Linked DNA regions of Oryctolagus cuniculus: region 2 is linked to region 1. Evidence: chromatin contacts called from public Hi-C data. All regions are on one chromosome and are shown on one strand. The core of a region is the stretch at or near the end of the contact, and the rest is flanking DNA. Distances in the headings are between cores, read along the strand shown. Region 1 has its middle 230 kb from the start of SOX9. Region 2 holds the start of SOX9 (SRY-box transcription factor 9).

Region 1 (6,113 bases), core at 1,798-4,297:
AGGGCAGGAGGGTCTCAGTGATCCTTCCTCTGTGTTTCCTTGGTTTCTCATTTCTGGAGGTTCATTTCAGTGAATTCTTAGCATTAACTAAATTCTCAAGCCCATACAGATGACCGTTGCTGTCTTATCCACACATTTCCTAAGAGAAAGAATTCACAGCAACTGAGCACAAACAGATAGGCCAAGCAGTACCTTAACGGCTTTATGAACACGTTATAGTGTATCTTCACAACTATTATCCATTTAAGGATATGGAAACAGACCAAGGGAAATGAGATATCTTCCCCAGGATAATTAACCTGTAGGGCCAGTATTTAAACCTGGGTCACTCTGACTTCAGAGCCTTTGGGAGCCCTGTCCTCACCAGCGTACCACCTAGGTCTGAATTCAGAGAGACTCCAATCTGGATTGAATGGCTTTGGAGTTTCCAGAGTGGAGGGCCCTCTGCAAGCTTCTATTCCGTGGCTGGACCACTTCTTCCAGGAGCTGTGTCTGCTTCCCTGTCCTCCTGGACTGCCTGTCAGTGTTTGTCTATAGTGTAGGAAGCACTTGCTAACAGAAAGAAATGGAGACATTCACATTTGTGCAAACACTGAGAAGGGAAGATGGTACCCACCGCTTAGTTCTCCCATCCGGCACAACCCAACCTGCATGAAAAATGGGCAGAGCCTTTATATGAGGCTGGACAGGAGTAGGGCTCTGGGCAGCTGAGCAAGTGTGGTGTTGAGAAATGAGCCAATGCTGTTGAGATAGGAGCCAACACCCACCCCTGCCCCCTACACAGTATTTCCTGCACCTCTCGCCTTTTTCTTCACCTATCATTGTAGCTCTCTATTGGATCTGCTGAAGTGTGGACAACACAGCAAACATAAAAGAAATAAGATAATGAGTTCTGTTTTTCCAGTTTCAAAGAAGGCTTTTGAAATGTCTACAACAGATGTGGAAGAACGTGGTGAGGGGGAGCAAAATGGCTTTTAGAGACAGACAAAAGGCACAGAGCGAGGAGGTGTTCTGCGAACCAAGGCAGGAGACCACTGAAGAAGCGGACAGAGGCATGCGGGCCTGGGGGACCTCTGGGTGGGAACAGAACACAACGTGGCAGTGGCTGGTGTGGGCTGGTTGTCCAGGCCCCATGGGTTGTTGGAGGGCAGTAAAGGATCGGTGTGGACAAAGGACGCAAAGGGAGGACGGTGTCCAGTCCCCCAATGCCAACCCACTCTTCAGCCTTCCCCATCCCCCTACACTAGATATAGTGCCAATGGAAAGGGCTGGGGGACCCTGCCATGCCCTGGCGCAGTTGGATTATAAGAAAATTAACTTTTACTTCTGGCCTTCACTGAGGCTCACATCTACTGTCTGAGCCAGGCACCTCCCCAGTCAGACCCCTCTGCCAAGCCCACCGCCCTTGTACAATGCACAGAGTTTACACCCTGCCCCGCGCCCCCAGGCTCCCGGGCAGCTGCCCACGGGCGTCTCTGCTGCAGGGGAGGGCCCACTGCATGTTTCACGCAAGCGGGCTTCTGCACAACCAGGCCTGCTCTCTTGGAACCTTGGCTTCCGATCTGTCCAGGAAAGAGCAGCAGCTCAGGTGACAAGCCTACCCCAGCCTGGGTGACCCAGCAGAGGAAAATGCCCCAGCAGGAGGCAGGCTAAAGGCAAAGGCCAATCCCTGCACTTCCAATCGCTGGGAGCTGTGTCTGAGGTTTGCCTGGCCACCCACAGATAACCAAGCCGGTTTGACAGGTCCCCACAGCTGCTGTGTGCCTTTGGCCCACCTGATTGTCTGTTTTCCTTTTCCTCTGGAATCCTCTGGGCTTCTGTTCCCTCCCTCCACCTAAGGCTCCAGAAATGCCACCCACTCACCGCCTTCCAACCCAAGAGGCAGGCACCAGGGCATGCCAACATCTTGCATATTTTGCTTCTAGAACCTTGGAAGCCTTGCAAGGTGAACCTGGTTTGAGATCTCCTGCAGCAGTGAGTCTCTCGTCTTGTCCCTCCAGACACGTGTGGGTCTTTCTACACAACACTGACTGAGCACCTGCCAGGCACCAAGCTCTGCTCCAGGGAACAGGATCAGCCTTGAGCAAGACCTGTAGGGCCCGTGCTCGTGGGAAATGTACCTTCTGGCTGTGGGGGGCAGGCATGGAGACACTGTGCTCCCTGGCAGAGAGGAGTGTGACTTCCTGACCCCCTCCAGACACCAGTGTCGTCCACGCGCTCTTCAGTTTTCAGCCTGAGGTCATGGTCTCTTGTGGCAGCCCTGATCTGACAACTGAGCCAGGAGATGGTCCAAGGGCCAGGCCATTCTCACCCACCCACGGCTTTCCTGCTCCGAAGTTCCCAGGGGGCTAATGGAGACCTTTCAAGTCTCCACATTCCAATGGCTCGCCCTGCCCAACCCTGCATCCCCTCGCCCTTTAATTTCATAGGTTTTATTCTTCCGATGAATCCCCAGCTCCATTTCAGCATCCGAGAACCCGACCAATATGTGGAGGACACACAAGCCAGCGTGACACATGCTATGGAAACAGAACAGGACAGACAAGGGACACTGACTTCAGGGGCTCTGTGAGCTGGATGTCAGGCGGACCCAGCCCTTCTGAGAAAGTGCCACTTGGGGCGGGGTGGGGGGGGACATGAGGAGGAGGAGGCACCAGCCCTCAGGCAGGGTCGGTAGGCGGAAGCACGTTCCTGATCCGGGAGGAGGTGGCTGGTTTGGATGGATTGCAGTAGTGAGGGAGAGGAAAGTGGGCCAGGGACAGGGAAACTTTAGGAGCCCAGGTTCTCCTCCAGGGAAAGCTCATGGATGACAGTCCCATGTGTAGCAGGGTCCCATGGACAAACCCAGCAGGGTGAAGTCACAAAACACGGCAATCACTAGTCACTGTCACGCTGCTCACGGCCTGTTAGCAGAAGTGGCTCGCCCAAGCTGGACCACTGCCTACAGGAGACAGGCCGGAGGGACAGGCCATTCTGACCACTCAGGAGCGCAGCAGAGTGAAAGGGACGGTGTCGTGGACCTGCTCTGATTCGTTTTCGAAAGTGAGTCACCGGCAAACCTCAGGATGTTATTCATCACCGGTCAGCTGCCCCCTCCTCCCTCCGGGTGAGCAAGGATGACACACTTGGAGCCACGACCCACTCCTGTGCCACGGTAGCCTACAGGAGGGCGCCTCCCTGCAGTGAGGAGTGGGGGGCTGGGGGCCTGGGGGTGTGGGGCGGTGGGCAGGATTCCAGAGAGCTTTTTCTCTAAATAGGTGGTTCTCAACTAGGGGTGATGTCCCCTAAGGGACACTGGCAATGTCTGAGGATATTTGGGGTATTTTATAATTTTTGCTTTTTTAAAAAAATGTTAATTTTGTTTTTTCATTAACTTTTAATAAACCCAATTTTATTTATTTATTATTTATTTATTTGAAAAACAGATTGACAGAGCGAGAGAGAGAGGGAATATCTTCTGTTTCTGGCTCACTCCTCAAGTGGCCACAACAGCTGAGGCTGGGCCGGGCTGAATCCAGGAACGTGGAACTCCATCCGGGTCTCCCACATGGTGGCAGGGGCCCAAGCACCTGGGCCACCCTCCACTGCCCTCCCAGGCTCATTAGCAGGGAGCTGGATTGGAAACAGAGCACCAGGGCTCGAAGCTGTGCTCCAACACAATATGTCACAAGCGGCAACTCGCTGGGCCAAAATGCCAGCACTGGTTTATTTTTACAATCTGGGGACTGGGGGTAGCACTGGGAGTGCTGGGTGGGAGCCAGGGGTGCTGCTAAACACCCTGCAATACTTACGACAGCACCGCCAAAAGAATGACCCAGCCCCAAAAGCCAGTTGGAGACATCCTGCCCTAAACCCAGAGCCATTGTGCACTCTGAACCAAGTCACCAAGTTTGATCAGCAGGACCCATGCATGCTTCCTTGCTGTAAACACAGCTGGAGCTCAGATACCAAGAAAGAGGTCCGCAAAAGAATTTTAACTTTGCAGGCTGCAGGTTTTGCCTTGTTGGCACTTTTCAGAAGCTGGCTGAGAAAGCCAGCCGGGCGTACAGAGCCAGTCGGAGACGGGGAGACGGCCCCCACCAGGAGGTCCTCTCCATCGGTCATTGCTATGAGAATAGCAGAGAACGGGGAAGGGTGCTGTGCCTTCATTAATTTCAGTCCTGTTCAAGGCCACAGCTATTCTTGCAGAAACTCCGGTAATACCGAACACATGTCACAAGTGCACAGCCAGCTGCAGCCCCGGAGACCTGGGGACGCGCTAAGTCATATGTCATGTGGGTGGTGAGAACTCAGCAGGCCCCCTCCGTGCACCCTCCGAGACCCCAATACCCTGCCGAGCCGGCCTGCCCTCTCTCTGCCCTGGCCAAGAGCCTCGTGACAGGCCCAGCTCCCCCACACCCCACAGCAGCCCCAAGCGCAGGTGGATGGCAGGCCTCTGAAAATCCCTGTTGAATTATCTTACCGGGAAAAGAGAAAAGAAAGCCGGGAAAAGGTGCCTTCTCCGATTTTGGAAGAATGCTGCATTATCTTCGTGGGGTGTGAGACACTGCGCTGGGCACGAGTAGTCCTGAGTTATTGTGTGAGAGGGGCTCAGGCATCACCCCTAGATGCCCCCACCCTCCGCTGGTGGCGGGTGGGGGAGGGGTGGGGGAGGGGTGTCACAGCCCTGGCTTCAGGTGAAGGTTAGGACTAAGAGCTACAGTGCAGCTGGCCCTGGCCTCCGGCCCCACAGCTCCTTCGAGGACTCCTGCCCTGAAACCTCCCTTTGGAGCCGTTCTCGCTCCGCCCCTGCTCTTGCAACAGACGCCTCTCCTGCATCCTTGGCCTCCTGTCCATCCTGTCTGCTTCCTAGGCTTCCCCTGCCCCATGAACTTTTGAGGTTAGAAGGTTCCTTCTTAGCCGAAGCTGACGTAGACACCACACCTGCCCTTTGTGCCCACGTGAGTGGGTGCACAGATGTCTTCTCAACCCACAGTCTTGCTTCCCATCATCTCCTCCCAGGGATGGCACCGTGGGTCTCATTATACCCATTTTACAGAGGTGAAAAGTGAAACCCGGTGAATTTAAGTGGCTCTTTCAGAGACACACAGCAAGGACGCGGCGACACACAACTTTCTGTGTAACTGCATACGGATCTTTTCCCAAGATGGATGAGCACTGTCTCCTAATAGCTCCTTTCACAGACTGTCTTCCCAAACCCCAGGCTCGTGGGGCTCCAGAACCTGGGAGGCTCTGGGTGACCGGTGTCCAATGGAGTCTCCACTCTCCACGCTCAGTTCCCTAGCACACGGGCTCAGGGCTGGTCCTTTCCCGGCTTCTCCCCGTGGGTCATGTCCCAGCAACATGGGTCCCACTCTGCACTTGAACACCCAGCCCCTTGGGTCCCAGGCCCCTCCCCTGCAGGTACCCCACCCCACCCTGGGCTCTGACAGCCGGTCAGGCCTTGATTTTCTTGTCTTTGGACAAGCAGTCCTCTGTTCCTCTGCCTTGGGGGATGGGATCGGCCTGAGCTGACAGGCCCTGACTGCTGGGTTCCTGGAAGACAGCCCCATAGAGAGAAAGCCACAGGAAAACCAACACCGATGGGCACCACTGTAGGTTGTCAGATTGGCCCATGTAATCATCACAGCTCCATGAAGCAGGTGCTAGTTTATGGATAAAGAAACAATTACACACGTAACTTGCTCAAGGTCACACAACTAGCAAAGGAGAGGGGTCTCATTACACCATAAAAAAAAAAAAGTCCAGAGGACTCGTGTTGTGGTGCAGAGGGTAAAACCACCACCTGTAGCACCAGCATCCCATATGGGCACCAGTTCAAGTCCTGCACTTTCAATCCAGCTCCCTGCTAACAGCCTGGGAAAAAGCAATGGAACATGGCCCAGGTGTTTGAGGCCCCACCACCCATGTGGGAGACCGGGGTGAAGCTTCTGGCTCCTGGCATCAGCCTGGCTCAACCCTGGCCATCGTGGCCATCTGGGGAGTGAAGTAGCACTTGGAAAAGCCCCCACCCCGCTCTCTGTAATTCTCTCATATAAATAAATAAATCTTTAAAAAAAGATCCAGAAACTGGGGTGGGTATCATAGTGCAGTGGGCTAATTCTCTGTGTGGG
Region 2 (6,113 bases), core at 1,371-3,870, 230 kb before region 1:
CTGCCTCGGTCGGGGCCACCCGGGAATGTCACTTCGAAGCGAATGGAGCTCCTGAATGGATGGGGGTGGTTAGGGCAGTGGGCACCAAGAGGTCTCTGCAGATCAGGACCGAGCCACTAGCGCCCACGCGCCAGACTGGGCCTGCCCCTGGACAGCCAGGCTGTCTTGGCCCCGGGGGTTCCCCATGGATCTCCTCGGGTCTGTGCGCAACAGCGCACCTCGGTTGCGCTTCTACAGCCAGGTCCCGCATAGACGCGCACACACCTCACGAGCTCCCCAGCCTGGGCTGCCCAGAGGTGGATGAGCAGAGGGAGCAACATCGAGGAAGAATCCCCCCCAGAGACGAATCTCAGCAGCAAAGCCCCCCGCGCGCGCGCCCCAGGCCCCGCGCCTAGCCGCCGCCAGCACCGGTTTCCCCGCAGCGTCTCGGAGTTAGAGACCGTTTCTGGGCTTTTGGCGCCCCCTCTGGATGCAGCTGGACATTGCAGCCCGTTTCCAGCTACGTGCCCTAAGTTTTCAAAAAGATACAAGTTGGCTCGCATCAAACCCACAGAAAACGTAGACGGCATGGCAGTTTCTGATTTTAAATGCTACAGATTGCATCCCTGAGCACGGGATTTCCCTAAAGGGGTATTTGTGGATGCGCCTATGTGCCTTAACGGATATTTCTTGAAACAGTCCAAAGCATCTTAAGGTCACTGTTTACCTTCGCTGCCTGGATGCCGATGGACACGGTAACTGCCATAAAAGACCACTCAGTGCGGACGTTCCGGCTCAAGCAGCCGCGCGCGCGGGCCCAGGGCCGCCTCCTAGATCAGGTGCCTGTGAGCCACACGGTGCCACGCACGAATGCCCTCTCCGCAGGGCGCAGACCTCTCGGGGCTCCCTCTGGTCCTCCAAGAGAGGGTGTTTTCCTGCACTTTTGGCAGAGAATCACAGAGCAACGAACAACTCGCAAGCTAAGGCATGGAGGTCTCTTGCGCCGGTAAACAAGCTGTAGGGTCCTGGAGACATGCAACCCCAGTTACGTGCGTTAAAAATGATAATAATAAAAATACTGCTGAACATGGTTGCACCTTACCACCTTCCCTCTAACGTCTTCGAAAGAAAACGAGATTTTTTAGAATTCTGCAGGCAAAACATTCTTTTAAGTCCTTCAATGGTGTCTGCACCTCTCAGATTAGAAGAGAAGGGGGGAAACCCAGATCTGCTGCGAGGCGGGTCGATTCACCATCACAGGCATTTCATCCGAGGCGAACTTTTGCAAGCGCGTCAAGGAGAGATGGGGGTGGGTGAATTTAAAATTAACAGTTTTCCATGGTTGTGTGCATGTATGTGTGATCCTGCAAGCATGAACCCCGCAGGCAACCAAGACTCCCCCACCCCACCCCATCTCAAAACAGATAAGTCTGCACTTAATCCAACCTGCCTGGCTTTAGGCGGTGCGTGTGCACACAGATCACACCTGAAATGCATAAGAGACGCCTCCCCCTCTCCCCAGAACTCCCGGCCGCGCGCGGGTCTGCAAGGGACCAGCTAAGGTCACAGCCGCCGGCGCTTCGCCGCTCCAGGTGCTCCGCAGAGACGGGCGAGAGCGGGCAGTCGGGCCGGGGAAGAGTGGTCCGCGCGGGGCCCAACTGTGTGGCCTTTTACAAAGCCAGCCCGTGACCGACGCTCTCCCAAAAGTCGGTCTCCGAAAGCCAGCGCGGTTGGCAAAGTTTGCGGGAGCAGCTGCAGCCGCCGCCGCCTCTGACTCGGCCGCGCCGGTGAGGAGCGCAGCGTCAACACAGTCGCCCAAAGGCTCAGAAGCTTAGGCGGGGAGAGGGGCCAGGGGTCCCTGGGAGGACTTGTAGGAGTTCAAGGTCGGGGGTGGCTCGGAGAGGCCGCGGCAGCGCGAGGCTACAGCGTCCCGGCCGCCGCCGCCGCCGCCGCCTCCCGCCCTGGCGGGGACGTAGCTTCGGTTTCCATTGATTCCCCGTGCAGGGGCGCAGCAGAATCCCCCCCAGCCGCGCGGGCCCCGGCGAAGCGGAGCATGTTAATCTCTTTATATGGATTATTACCGAGGAACAGCGGGCGTTGAGTCACCAAAACATTTGCTTCCCAAGACCATTTCTAAGCACTTTTGGAGGCGGGCAGGCAGGCTCCAGGCGCGCAAACCCGGCTGCGCAGGAAGGAGCGACTGCTTTTCGAACACTGCGAACTCCGGTGAAGTCCTCCGGACCGCAGAGAGAACAAGGGGAAGGGAGTTATCAGGGGTGAGCGGGCCGTGGCTCCTAGTCTAGACACACGCGCGCGCACAGGCACACACGCGCAAACTACCCGCGCGGAGAAAGGCCCCCGACATGCTGACATTCCGAGAGTGCGGCAAACTTACACACTTGGACGTCCCGGGTCCCCCGCCTTCCCCGCGGCACCCCCACCACCACCCCCCACCACCACCATCCACCCTTGGGCTGCGCTCCCTTCCCCTCCCCTCCCGTCTCGTCACCCAGCCCAGTACCACCATCCTTCTCCTCCCCTATACCCCGGCCCAATCAGCTGCCTGCCAACCCCGAGACTGCCGCGCTGTGATTGGCCGGGCGTCCCTAAGGTGAGTGGGTGTATTTATTAAAGCGACCCCGGGCTGGGAGTTGGAGAGCAGAGAGCGGAGCTCGAAACCGACTGGCAACTTCGGCGGCGCAGCGACTTGCCAAGTTCACCCCGGGAGCTTTTTCTTTGTAGGAGGAGAAGAGAAGGGGTGCAAGCGCCCCCGCTTTTGCGCTCTCTTCCTCTCCTCCTCCTCCCCTCCAGCTCGCCTCACTTCCCCCGCCCCGACTTTGGAGCGGGCAGCCGCGGACTGGTCACCCCGCGCCTCCCCCGGTGCTCGCCGCCGCAGCCGGGAGACGCGCCAGCCTCCCCGGGAGCCGCTCGCTCCGCGTCCGGGCAGCCGAAGGGAGAGGAGCCCGCGCCTCGAGTCCCCGAGCCGCCGCGGCTTCTCGCCTTTCCCGGCCACCCGCCCCCTGCCCCGGGCCCGCGTATGAATCTCCTGGACCCCTTCATGAAGATGACCGACGAGCAGGAGAAGGGCCTGTCCGGCGCCCCCAGCCCCACCATGTCCGAGGACTCGGCGGGCTCGCCCTGCCCGTCGGGCTCCGGCTCCGACACCGAGAATACACGGCCCCAGGAGAACACGTTCCCCAAGGGCGAGCCGGACCTCAAGAAGGAGAGCGAAGAGGACAAGTTCCCCGTGTGCATCCGCGAGGCGGTCAGCCAGGTGCTCAAGGGCTACGACTGGACGCTGGTGCCCATGCCCGTGCGCGTCAACGGCTCCAGCAAGAACAAGCCCCACGTCAAGCGGCCCATGAACGCCTTCATGGTGTGGGCGCAGGCGGCGCGCAGGAAGCTGGCCGACCAGTACCCGCACCTGCACAACGCCGAGCTCAGCAAGACCCTCGGGAAGCTCTGGAGGTAGGGCCCGGCGGGGGGCGGCGCGGGGTCGGGGGTGGGGGGCGCTGGCCGAGGCCACCTCTGCTCGCCCCGCCTTCCAGCGGTCCGGGAGTTGCGGTGCGGGGAGCGGCCGAGGCGGAGGAGGCGGGCGCAGGGAGGAGGGATTGGTGTGCGGCGGGCGAGGAGAAACTTTGGCTCGGAGTCCGACCAACTTCTTGGAGTGCCCTCGGGGGCGGCGCGGGGAGGGGGTGGCCAGTGGAAGAGGTGGGGGGGGGAGATAGCCGGAGGGCGGGAGCGGCCTGCTAGGAGACCCCAGGGCGGCGCGGGGGAGTTTCGTGCCCTCGGGCACCCCACATCCACGGAGTTGGGGTTGTAGGGGGGAGGGGGTGCAGGAGAAGACCCCTGGCAGGGACGGGGAAGGCAGGGGGTGGAGGCTACTGGACACAGATGAGGCCTCGGGGAGGCCTTTGGAAAGTTTGCAAAGGGTGTTGGGACGCGCAGGGGGCTACATGCAGTAGCAAAGGCGTTTAGAGCCGCTGCAGTGGGGCTGCCGTTTTCGTCTCCAGGGTTTCCAAACTAGGGGAAGGGGAGGGGGCGGGGCGGGGAGTGACCGCCACTCGGGTCGCACTACCCGAACTGAGCCTTTTTTTTTTTTAAGTAAAGTTATGAGCGGAGGCTGGGACGAGGAAGATGGGGGCTTGCGCGCGGGGAGCCCAGCGCTCGGAGTCACCCCCTGGGCCCCGCCGGCCTGACAGCTTGGCGGCGGGCTTCACTGACCCCTCCCCTCTTTCTCTCTGCGCCCCCCTCCCCACCCGGCCCCCACAGACTGCTGAACGAGAGCGAGAAGCGGCCCTTCGTGGAGGAGGCGGAGCGGCTGCGTGTGCAGCACAAGAAAGACCACCCGGACTACAAGTACCAGCCGCGGCGGAGGAAGTCGGTGAAGAACGGGCAGGCGGAGGCCGAGGAGGCCACGGAGCAGACGCACATCTCGCCCAACGCCATCTTCAAGGCGCTGCAGGCCGACTCGCCGCACTCCTCGTCCGGCATGAGCGAGGTCCATTCCCCCGGCGAGCACTCGGGTGAGCGCGCCTGGGCCCCACCTGGCTCAGCTCCAGGCTCTCGCCGGGGAGCCTCTGCCTGGGCACTGGGGAAGGCGCCACCGCCCCGGGCGCGAAGTCTCGCCCCTCTCCTCGCCCAGGGCCCCCCCCCAAACCCCCTGCGGGCGCGCGCGCGTGTGTGCACGCACACCGCCAACTCAGACTTCTAAGTTTTTATTGCTAGGTGAAATGCCTTTACAGCTTTTAGGAGATCTATGATGCCTCCTTCTGTCTGACCCCCGCCCCCAAAAGCACACACAAGGCTCTCCTACAAGTAGCAATTTGGTCTACTTCCGGACCCTGGTGGGCGTAGGGGGCGGGGACCCTCCCCTGATGGAAGGAGGTTGCGGGTGTGCAGCGGCGCGTCCATCAACTGGCCAAGAGGGAGCGCATCGGGGTGGGGGGTGGGGTCCCAAGACCGGGACCTTGTCTCAGCCTTGCTTGATTTTTCCGGTGCTTTTTTTCTCTCTCGGTGTGCGCAGGACAATCCCAGGGTCCGCCGACCCCACCCACCACTCCCAAGACCGACGTGCAGCCGGGCAAGGCTGACCTGAAGCGAGAGGGGCGCCCCCTGCCCGAGGGGGGCCGGCAGCCCCCCATCGACTTCCGCGACGTGGACATCGGCGAGCTGAGCAGCGACGTCATCTCCAACATCGAGACCTTCGACGTCAACGAGTTCGACCAGTACCTGCCGCCCAATGGCCACCCGGGGGTGCCGGCCACGCACGGCCAGGTCACCTACACCGGCAGCTACGGCATCAGCAGCGCCGCCGCGACCCCCGCGGGCGCGGGCCACGTGTGGATGTCCAAGCAGCAGGCGCCCCCGCCGCCGCCGCCCCCGCAGCAGCAGCCGCCCCCGCAGGCGCCCCCGCAGGCCCCGCAGGCGCCCCCGCAGCCGCAGCAGGCGCCCCCGCAGCCGCAGCCGGCGCCCCCGCAGCCGCAGCAGGCGCACACCCTGACCACGCTGAGCAGCGAGCCGGGCCAGGCGCAGCGAACGCACATCAAGACGGAGCAGCTGAGCCCCAGCCACTACAGCGAGCCGCAGCACTCGCCGCAGCAGATCGCCTACAGCCCCTTCAACCTCCCGCACTACAGCCCCTCGTACCCGCCCATCACGCGCTCGCAGTTCGACTACGCGGAGCACCAGAACTCGGGGTCCTACTACAGCCACGCGGCCAGCCAGGGCTCCAGCCTCTATTCCACCTTCACCTACATGAGCCCCGCCCAGCGCCCCATGTACACCCCCATCGCCGACACCTCCGGGGTGCCTTCCATCCCGCAGACCCACAGCCCGCAGCACTGGGAGCAGCCGGTGTACACACAGCTCACCAGACCTTGAGACGGCCTTGTGCGTTGGGCGCCGTGGGCCCAGAAGAGCCTCAAAGTGACCGAAGAAACAGCCAGCCAGCCAGCCAGCATTTCCTTTGGACCGCTTGTTCCCCACCCTCCCCACCTCTCTTACCTCTCTCATTCTCTCATTCCTTAAAGACATTGAAGCTGAAGGCAACTGGTACCCAACTTCCAAGACAGAAACCCTTGTAAGCTGTCCAGTGGCCAGGCCACCCCGGGGCTGGGTGGACCAGCGAGCGG

The links. Hi-C and Micro-C count contacts between places; a contact is called where the count stands out from the background.
Region 2: a contact with region 1 is called in a Hi-C map of embryonic fibroblasts, with 5 times the contacts expected there. The contact joins the promoter of SOX9 here to the enhancer-like site in region 1. A contact is called at or near these places in 2 of 6 Hi-C or Micro-C datasets (embryonic fibroblasts and skin fibroblasts).

Annotation. Positions count from the first base shown.
Region 1 is chr17:7,506,230-7,512,342 of mOryCun1.1, reverse strand. No RefSeq gene overlaps it. Among named protein-coding and RNA genes, the nearest start is that of SOX9, 230 kb to the left of the region's middle. Within about 2 kb of position 3,047, at least 1 of the 8 cell types and tissues checked has an H3K27ac peak or open chromatin away from gene starts, as enhancers often do.
Region 2 is chr17:7,734,823-7,740,935 of mOryCun1.1, reverse strand. SOX9 (SRY-box transcription factor 9) reads left to right here and starts at 2,620. Exons shown (of 3, transcript XM_051825911.2): 1 at 2,620-3,447; 2 at 4,252-4,505; 3 at 5,006-6,113. The coding sequence starts at 3,017. The coding sequence ends at 5,862. LOC103351608 (a long non-coding RNA gene) reads right to left here and starts at 2,474. Exons shown (of 5, transcript XR_011383266.1): 1 at 2,375-2,474.